Linked DNA regions of Mus musculus: region 1 is linked to region 2. Evidence: chromatin contacts called from public promoter capture Hi-C data. All regions are on one chromosome and are shown on one strand. The core of a region is the stretch at or near the end of the contact, and the rest is flanking DNA. Distances in the headings are between cores, read along the strand shown.

Region 1 (5,267 bases), core at 572-3,071, 700 kb before region 2:
CAAAACGTTTACCTGAATGCATGCTGAACAGTGGTGCCAAACATGGCCACGTGTCCCCTCCTCCACCCCAGGGTGCAAACTAAACTCTTTTTCCGGCCAAAACATTTCCAAAAGACCAGTCGGTCTCCTGGGCCAGTCTCTAACCAGACTAGACACACTCCAGGCCAGAGACCCTTCTGATTGTCACCAACGCATCTCTGCTCTCTGCTAAAGCTCGTGAGTCCTTTATACCCGGTGTGATGACAAACCAGAAAGTTCTCCCGGTGACTTAAGTAGCAGAAGAGCCTAGGTCTTCACTGCTGAGGGGCCTTCCTGATGGTTCTGCAGACCCAAGCCCTCAGGATTACAGCAAATCCGCACACTGGCTGCCTGGGCTGGGTGTGCAGTGAGACACTACAAGTGTCAGCATGTACACCACCACACAGTCGGTGAAAATCAGGCAAACACACTTAGGAACCTAAACAAAATCCAAAACTATTCAAGTGCGGGGTGAGGGATAACCATTAAGAGGCTTGTGTGTTTGCCTGCACCCAAAAACACCTGTATGCCCACAACAGCAGGGAAACAAACTAGGAACATGAAGCCCACTAAGCGCCAAGTTCGTGTTTACGCATGCCTGATTTGCTGTTTGCGCACTGCATGGCCAGAGCCAAGTCACATTTGTAGAAAAGGGACACATATGAGGACCCCAGGAAGGGCTCCCAACACCAAGAGAAAACTTCAAGCCTAGGCTGTACTACAGCGAGGGGTGTGTCTGCGTTCCTCAGGTGATCCAGGCGACAGACCCGCCTCAGCTCCTCGGAGAACAACGTCGTCAGAAGTCTGAAGTGGTCAGTACCACGCCAGGGAATAGCTTACCGCTGGCCAAGCATGCGCAGGTGTGGCCACGAGTCCACCATCACAATGGGGGCAATTTTGTTGCCCCAAGAAAATCTCAATGTTTCTAGAAAGTGCGCGCACGTTTACTGAGTGGACAAAAAGGTGACAACCCCACGAACTTACAGAGCTGAATATTTACCTTAAGCTTTATCTTAAGGCTTAAGGTCTGGGCTAGCTGCGGGGCGGGCGGGTATGCAAATAGAGGGACTGTCCACAATCGCCATCTGGCCCCGGGGGACAACGCCCCCGCGAGCAACAGCTGGGCGCGCGTGTAAGCGCCGGGCTCCTCCACCGGCCGCTTCGCGCATTTCCAGACCCGGAGGCCGAGGACCAACTTTGCAATTGGAAAAACAAGCGTGCACCCCAGGCGCCCCCCGCGCGCGTGTGCAGCCGGCCGCGCAGTCAGCAGTAATTCGAACCCGCCCCGCCTCCGTACCCCGCCCCCCGCCCAGCCCGCCGCGCAACAAAGGGGAGCGCCCAGAGCCGATCAAGGACTGATCCCGGACCCCTGGGTGCGCCCTCCCGCGGGAGGCCCGTGGGCGCTGCGGACAAAGGCGCCCGCCAGGGGAGGGGTGGCGGGGCGGGGCGTGCGTGGAAGGCTCTGGAAACAGGCCGTGGGACTCACCATGGGAGGGGCCGAACGAGCCCGGATCCGCGGTGGCTGCGGGCCTCGAGGACCGCCAGGCCAGGAACGTGAGCGCACGGCGCGGACGACCAGGGGCCGCGGTGGCCGGCCACGACCTCCGAGGGGGCCCCCGGCGCCGGAGCGGTGCGGGGCACGGCGCGGGCGGACCATGGCGGGTGGGAGGCCGTGGGCCTCACGGGGGGCTGCGGGTCCGCCGACCGACAGGCGCGGGCGCGCGGCTTCGGGGAGAAGCGGAGCGGGACCGCGGCGGGGGACGCGCCGCTGAGGGGTCGCCGCGGCCGAACCACTGCAGCGAACAGGGGAGCCCGGCGCCAACCAACGCGAAGCTGGGGGGAGATGCGGGGGGGGTGGGCTGGCGCCTACCAACGTGGAAGAAGAGGGAGAGCCGGGACCAACGCCGGGGAGAGGAGGAGCCGGCGCTAACCAACAGACTATGGAGCTGGGGAGCCAGCGCTGACAAACAGGGATGGAGGACTGTAAGGGGGTGTGGCTGGAGCAAACCAAGAAGGTCAGGGAGGGAGGGTTTCAGACTTGGAAATGACAAGAGAGAAACTGTGCTACAAGAGTTCGAGCTGGTGAGACAATACCAAGTCCTCACTGCTGGAGGGACAGAAGGCGGTAGACAGGATAATGGGTGGCGCGACGGAACCTACCACCAGACTGAGGGGTAGATGTAGGAACCAGGCGTTCTTGCCTCTTGGAGGCGGTGACGTGGCAAGGTGGCTAAAAGACTACAACTTCCAGCGGGTCTCTCGCAGCCTGGGCGTGACCAGCATAGCTGCTGGCCCATTTGTCCAGGGTCTGCCCACTGTTGCTTGGGCCTTCTAGCAGTTGCCTTACCCAGATCACGTTCTTGATCTGAAAGGACTGTGCAGTGGCATTTCTTGCTTCCGTTTGTTTTTAACCTGTGATACTATCCAGCCTTAGATTATCTGCGCTCGATGTAAGTGGCGTTGTGTTTACGCAGTGTTAGCTTATGCACCCAGGCTGACCTCGAACTCCTAAGCCTTCTGTCTTCACCTTTAATTGGGTGTGCACTACTACACGTGGCTGTTAAACTATATATAGGGTGCTGAGGTTTGAATTTATAGCCTCTTGCATGCGAGAAGTTCCCTCCTGCCTTCTTTTAAACTAGAAAACCTATTTGGACTATACTTTGTTCTTCCTTGCTGATTCATACACTACTTTAACCAAATTATATCAGGCCCCTGACAGCACACCCAAGCTATGATGCCTGTCACCTGGAGCAAATGTCCTGGCAGTAGGCTGGCTTTTTAAAAATCTCGTGTTTTATAATTGATTTAAAAAGCTAAACTGGAAGGTGAGCAGCAAGAGAGGTCACCTGGTCCTTGTCTGCCACCAAGCCTGACAACCTGGGTTCAATTTCCCTAAACCCTATGGTGGGAGGAGCAAAGAGACCCTTACAAAGTGCTCCCTGAGCCCCACACAAGTCCTGTGTCACATGTGCACATAATTCAGAGTCTGCTTGCACTTCAAAGTGAGCTCAAAACCTGATTGGGCAACTGACTTAATACGACAGCCTTGTCTCATAATTAATAAACAATAATAATAGAGATTGAGTAGTGACACTAGGCATTAATTAAAAGGTACGGGAAGCCGGGCGTGATGGCACACGCCTTTAATCCCAGCACTCGGGAGGCAGAGACAGGCGGATTTCTGAGTTTGAAGCCAGCCTGGTCTACAGAGTGAGTTCCAGGACAGCCAGGGCTACACAGAGAAACCCTGTCTCGAAAAACCAACCAACCAAAAAAAAAAAAAAAAAAAAAGGTAAGGGAAAAGGGTCACACCAACTTCATGAGATTGAAGCCAGCCTGGTCTACATAAAAGTCTCCATAGCAACAACAGTAAGGAATCCAGGCAGAGCCCAAAGCCCACTAGTGGAGCAGGTTGGCTGCAAATGAAGTTGATGGCAGCAGTGGCAACAACTGATTTTGAAGCTGAGCCCAAAGGGTTTTGCAGGGCGACAGAGATAAAGGGTGAAGAACAAAGCCAGGACTTCACAACTGTCAAGGGCAAGCAGTTTCTTTTGTTTTTCATGACAGAGTTTGTCTGTGTAGTTCTGGCTAGAACTTGCTCTGTAGACCAGGCTGGCCTTGAACTCACAGCCACCTGCCCCTGCCCAAGTGCTAGAATTAAAAGCATGTACCACCACCTTCCAGACCTACTACAGATTTTATAATCCTTGCAAGTTTGTGGACAGGCAGGGCTAAACATTTGACAGACTGTCTCAAAAATGGGAGGTGCTGCAAAGACGGCTCAGCAATTAAGAACACTGCTCTTCCAGAGGATCCAAGTTGTATTCCAAGTACCCAGTGGCAGCTTCACAAATATGTATGATTCCAGTGCCAAGGGATCAGATGCCCTCTTTGGGCCTCTACAGGCACCAAGCACATACAGACATACATTCAGGCAAAACACCCATAAACATAAAGGAAACATTTAAAATAATTAAAAGAAAGCAAGAGAAAATCAGGTGTAATGGTGTAGTTACAATTTTGGGATTTTTTTTTTAAATTTATTATATGTAGGCACACTGTAGCTGTTTTCAGATACACCAGAAGAGGGCATCAGATCTCATTAGGGATGGTTGTAAGCCACCATGTGGTTGCTGGGATTTGAACTCAGAACCTTCAGAAGAGCAGGCAGTGCTCTTAACCGCTGAGCCATCTCTCCAGCCCAAGATTTTTTTTTTTTAACACTAATACTATGTTTTGTTTTAAACCCAGGTGTGGGATAAGGGGCTGCTTCAGACTGTTCACAGCAGCTATGATTCGATTCCTGCTCTAGCAGAGGCACGGTTTTGCCATCTGCAGCTAGTTTATGTGATTGTGTGCTGTTTGGAATTCTGATGACTTTTCAGAGGGTCTGTAAGTGCTACGACCCCAAGAGGCAGAGTGGGCTGTTGGGTACAGTTTGTTAAGTAGTCATATTCAAAGAGCAACAAGAAAGCAGATGTCCTAGCCAGGCGTGGTGGCACATACCTTTAATCCTAGCACTTGGGAGGCAAAGGCAGGCGGATTTCTGAGTTCGAGGCCAGCCTGGTCGGTCTACAGAGTGAGTTCCAGGACAGTCAGGGCTAAACCGAGAAACCCTGTCTCAAAACAAACAAAAACAAAGAACAAAAAACAAAAACAACAAATAAAGAGATGTCCAGATAGCAAAGATCAAACTTGTCCCAAGGAACTTGAGGTGCCTAATTAGCAGGAAGTACTCTACAGATGCTATGCTAATCCCTTTATGACCCCTAACTTTATTCAGGGATCTTTTCCCTTTTCTCTCTCCTGTCTAGTGGTAAGGGGTTGAAAAGCTGGAATAGAAAGGATGGAGAGAGGTTAAAGGAAGAACCCACAAAGTAGCAGAGAAGAGCAACATAGTGGCACACACCTTGTAATCACTAAGGAGGCAGGGGGTGGGGGAGAGCTCAGAGTTCAAGGCCAGCCTGGTCTTGATTGTTTTCCAGGATAGCCAGAAAGGGTTACCCAGAGAAATCCTGACTCAAATAACAGGCAAAGCAGAGAGCGTGCAGTGAGGTGGCTCAGCAGAATGAAGCAGACTTTGCTGCCCAAATCTGACATGACCTGAGCTGTAATAGCCAAAACATTAGGACTCTAAGTTATCTTCTAACCACACAAACAGAACCACCTCGCGGCAGGGCAGGCTGGAAACCGGGTGGCTGAGTGCTTAACCGGCTTGCAGGGAGCCCTTGGTTCTGTGTGAGCAC
Region 2 (4,833 bases), core at 371-2,870:
TTGGGAGCAGTTGTGGCTGTAGAGCCTGAGAACATTCTGCAGAATTATAGAGACTCAGCAGAAGCTTCTTGTGTGTGTGTGTGTGTGTGTGTGTGTTCTGGCACCGATTGTCTAACTACCTCTGAAGCCTTAAAGGTGGAGAGCTAAGGATGAAGGGGTGTGGTTTGAAGCTGTAGGCTGATGTGAGGTCCTGTAATGATTTGAAGTATGAAATTTTTTTGAGCTTCTTAGGAAACTTGAAGGAGGCACAATGAACCATGGACCTGAGAACACATACACACCCCCCTCTGTGTGTGTACTCAAGCACTTATCTCAGAATTACAATGAACATGTTATCTCCTTGTGCAGAGTGAGGCGTCTTAGCTTCTAGCCATCATCTTTCTCCAAAGTCCTATTTCTTTTTGTCTCATTTGAGACAAGAGTTTAGCTTTCTCACTTAGGGTGCTTTTTTATTTGCAACAAACCTCCTGCCTCAGCTAGGCCTGGCTTAAAGTACACTTTCTCTGATCCACTGGCATTTACAGTGAACTGTTTCTTTTTTTTTTTTTTTTTTGGTTTTTTGAGACAGGGTTTCTCTGTGTAGCCCTGGCTGGCCTGGAACTCACTCTGTAGACAGAGTTGGCCTCGAACTCAAAATTCACCTGCCTCTGCCTCCCAAGTGCTAGGATTAAAGGCATGCGCCACCACACCCGGCTGCGCTGTTCCTTTTTATCAAAGCCGTCTGGCCCGCTTTGCCACTGATGATAGTTCCTGTGAATGTGCATTGTTGTTCTTGCTTTATTTTTAGAAAAGCGTTTTATAGCAAGCAGTGGTGGCACACCTTTAATTTCAGCTTTGGAGGCAGAGGCAGGAGGATCTCTGTAAGTCTGAGGACAACCTGGTTTACTTACCGAGCTAGTTCTAGGACAACCTGGGCTACACAGAGAAACACTGTCTCTAGATAGATAGATAGATAGATAGATAGATAGAAGAAAGAAAAAATGTTTTAAACTTTTTGTGTATGTGTATTGCCTGCACATATGTTAGTGTATCATGTGCATGCCGGTGCCTGTGGAACTCGGAAGAGGGCACAGAATCCCTTGGAACTGGAGTTACAGGCACTTATGAGCTATGTGGGTGCTAGGAACCAAGCCCGGTCCTCTCTAAGAGCAGCCCAGTACTTTTAACTGTTGCGCCCTCTTTCCAACCTCTTTTTTTTGTTTGTTTGTTTTTCGAGACAGGGTTTCTCTGTGTAGCCCTGGCTGTCCTGGAACTCACTTTGTAGACCAGGCTGGCCTCGAACTCAGAAATCCTCCTGCCTCTGCCTCGAGTGCTGGGAGGCAGTGTTTTAAGGCAGGGTCTTACCAGATAGCCCTGGCTGGCTTGGAACTAATTAGGTGGCTCAGAATGGTTTTGGACTCACAGAGATCCTTCCACCTGTCTCCCAAACGCTGAGCTTAAGACGTGTGCCACCATGCTCGGCGACATATACAAAATTTAGAGGTCTGGATCTGTTCCCAGGGGTTAGAGCGCTTCCCAAACATTCACGAGCCCACGGATTCCATACTCAGATGCCAAACAAAAGCCAAAGTAAATGCCTAGCTGGGAGTGAGTGTGGCTGTGGTAGAGCAGGGTAGGGTGGAGGCGAGGAGGGAGAGAGTGCGGCAGGTCGGGACCGTTCCCGCGCAGGATCTTCACAGCAGAGCCTGGGTCCCTGTGGTCCCAGAACTAAGGACGGCCTGGCAGAAGTGAGGCTCGACACAGCAGCCATCTGCGGGAGGGGGCGTGAGCAGGGCGGGGCCCGAATGCCTTTCACCAGGCCGCGCCCCAGGCGGGCACAGTCACCAGCCGCACACACCGGATCATGGCTGCAGCCACACTAGGACAGGTGGGTGCGTGGCCGGCCGGCGCTGGGGGCTCTGGGGGACCTGATGCGGGGGGGGCGCACTTCCGGGTGGACCACTGGCGCGCAGCCTTTCCGGCTTGGCGTCATTCCTCTGTGCCTCGGGTTCCGCTGCCCAGCACGGAGGCGGATGGACCCCCCCTTGGGAAGAAAGACGGGGCTATAACGGGCGGGCGGCAGAATGGGTAGACAGGAGTGGGGCGCGAGAGGTGCCTGAACCGGGAGCTCGGACGTGGGGAGCCATGGAGGAGGACTATAATGGGAGAAGTACAGGGTGGGGTGGATGCGGGGAAGTTGTGGCTGGGGCATGCAGCCTGTGTGTGTTAAGGACCAGTTGCTCTTGGGTTCCTTTAGACAAGGGGCCCAGGACCTCTTGGGACTTAGTGTATGGCTTGGCGCAGGGTCTTGGGTGGGAATTGAACCCAAGATCTTATTTCTTGGAACAAAAAGCACATGTCGATGTGTGCAGTGTCTGAGGCTCTCTGTACCTGGTTTTGTAATCCCAGTCAAGTTTCTGTCTGTCAAAATGATAAAAGATCCTCCAGACCAGAAGACTTCAGTCAGTGCTTACCGATGGTGTCAAGCGGTGTCATAGATGGAGAATCTATGATATTTCGTTTGTTTGTTTGTCTTTTCGAGGTAGGGTTTCACTGCATACTCCCAGCTGTCCCGTTGCTCTGTAGACCACCAGGTTGGCCTCGAACTCTGCCCGCCTCTGCCTTCTGAGTCCTAGAATTAAAGTCCTGGGCCACCACTGCTGAGCTTGAGAGTCTGTGATCTTAAGAGAACGTGATAAATAAGTGTGGAAACAGCTGGCCATAACCTTGGGGGAAAGCGTTTGCTGTTAGCTCCCACCTGCTTATCAGAAGTTCTCGCTCCAGGCTGGCGAATTCCTGAACAAACCTTTAAGTCCCCCAGTTCTTAGTGACAGACAGAAATGTTCTATGCAGATGGTCTTGGGATATGACGGGGACAAGAATCTAGGCTCTGACTGTGTGGTGGCCTTGGATGGATACAGCATTGCCATACTGGACCAATCTCTAATTCTAATGGGACAGAACTGGGTTCTGAAGACAGTTTTACCCTGTAATGGAGACACTTTGAACATGAGCCTGCTCAGAGCTATGAGTATCTAGTGGTGAGTGTCCACAAAGTGAAATTTTGGAGTATAGAGGAACCTGCTGGCTGGGGTTTGCAAGGACTGTCTTACAGGGACTAGCCTAGACTGGCATTGGGATACTCTGAGTCTGAAAGAAACAGCCCTTCAACTGGCCAAGGACAACCCTGGCTGTAGAGGGGAACATGTTTGGGATGGGGTCAGGAAACAGCCCTGAGCTGTGTTAGGACACTATGTTGCTCTATAAGGGACTGTCCTGAGGTGACTGGTTGTATCTGAGCCTTGGACTTCTACAAATCTGATGGAGAGTCTGTCCTATGATGAGGACAGCCTGGGGCTATGTGAGGAGATAGCATGGTGTAGGGACAGTTATCTGAGACAGGACAACACCTTACTATGATAATTATTTTGCTTACTTTTGGCGTGAGAGTGGAGCTTTGGCAAGAACACCTGATCTTTGATGGATACTGTGTTTCAGTTCTGGGCTGCTGGGATGTGAAAGGAGCATGGGCAAACCACAGGGAACCCTGCCCAGCACCCTCCCCTTTAATCTCTGAACTCTGCTTCCACTCTTTTCTACTTCCTGTAGCCCCCACCCCCAACCCCCATCTAGCTTCCTTCTTTAAGCTTAATTCTTATCCTATGGTATGGGGGAGGGGTGTTCTTTGAGCCAAGAGAAGACTACTGTTGGCCTTACAGAATTGCTCCAGGAAGACAAAGGTAGCACTTCCGAGGTTGCAAGAGCTCTGTGCCAGCTCAGACTCATCATCTCTTGACACAATGCCTTTTCTGTGCCTCAAGGCTGTGTGATGTTTCTCTCCCTCCATTCCCCTGGATCTCTCTCTCTCTCTCTCTCTCTTTCTCTTTTTTTGGTTTTTTGAGACGGGGTTTCTCTGTATAGCTCTGGCTGTCCTGGAACTCACTTTTGTAGACCAGGCTGGCCTCGAACTCAGAAATCCACCTGCCTCTGCCTCCCAAGTGCTGGGATTAAAGGTGTGCGCCATCACCACCCGGCTCCCCTGGATCTCTTTAGCTTGGGCTGGGCTTGAGCTTTTGATCCTCCTGCTTCACCCTCCCGAGTTCTGTGACGACGATGGGTTTGTGTTACCAAACCCAGTTTAGAGTTTCTTTGACTCTCTGCTTTTCCCTTCCCTCCTGGTATTGCCCACCCCTGCCCCTTTCTCCGTTACATTTTGGTTGCCTGTGGGTCCCGGGGAATCAGACTCAGTCCCTCAGGCATGCTGATGGGTCTCCTTACCCAGTAAGTCATCTCAGTCCTCTCTTTATAATCATAACTCTCTTGACAGCTCTCAGTCTCCGGTTCTTTTTTTTAATGAGACAGGGTCTCATAATGTAGGCCAGGCAGGCCTTGAACTCAGAGATCTGCATGTCCCTGCCTCCTGAGTGCTAGGATTAAAGGTGTGTGCCACCACCCTTGTCCCTCATTCCTCATTTCATCATCATCATCTTATGACAAGGTCTTATAGGTCAGACTGGCCTTAAACTTGCTACATAGACAAGGATGGCCTTGGAGTCCTGATTCTTCTTCCTTTATCTCCCAAGTGCTGGGATTGCAGGGTTTCTGTGCTGCTGGGGAAGAAATAAACCCAGGGAGTCCTGCATGCTAGGCAAGCATCCTGCAACTGAGTACAACCCCAGCTCCATCTTTTCTCTCCAGCAGCTCAGTATCTCTTTTCTGCATTGTTCAGTTTTTTTGGCTAACTCTACTAAAAAGTAAAAAAAAAAAATGTATTCTTGGTTTCCTCTGCTCTCCTGCCTTCGTGCTGGCTGCTCTACCCGGGGCAGTTGTCTCGTCCCCACACTGTGTCTGATG

The links. Capture Hi-C pulls out chosen DNA fragments and counts their contacts.
Region 1: a contact with region 2 is called in a promoter capture Hi-C map of adipose tissue. The contact joins the promoter of Ptov1 here to the promoter of Bcat2 in region 2. A contact is called at or near these places in 4 of 39 promoter capture datasets (cranial neural crest, liver and pre-B cells) and 2 of 9 other capture datasets (adipose tissue and pancreatic islet).

The regions. Positions count from the first base shown.
Region 1 is chr7:44,867,847-44,873,113 of GRCm38.p6, forward strand. Ptov1 (prostate tumor over expressed gene 1) reads right to left here and starts at 1,822. Exons shown (of 12, transcript NM_133949.2): 1 at 1,505-1,822. The coding sequence starts at 1,675.
Region 2 is chr7:45,568,533-45,573,365 of GRCm38.p6, forward strand. It overlaps Bcat2 (branched chain aminotransferase 2, mitochondrial), which reads left to right and starts at 1,621. Exons shown (of 11, transcript NM_009737.3): 1 at 1,621-1,867. The coding sequence starts at 1,844. It overlaps 0610005C13Rik (RIKEN cDNA 0610005C13 gene), which reads right to left. Exons shown (of 5, transcript NR_038166.1): 4 at 2,454-2,660.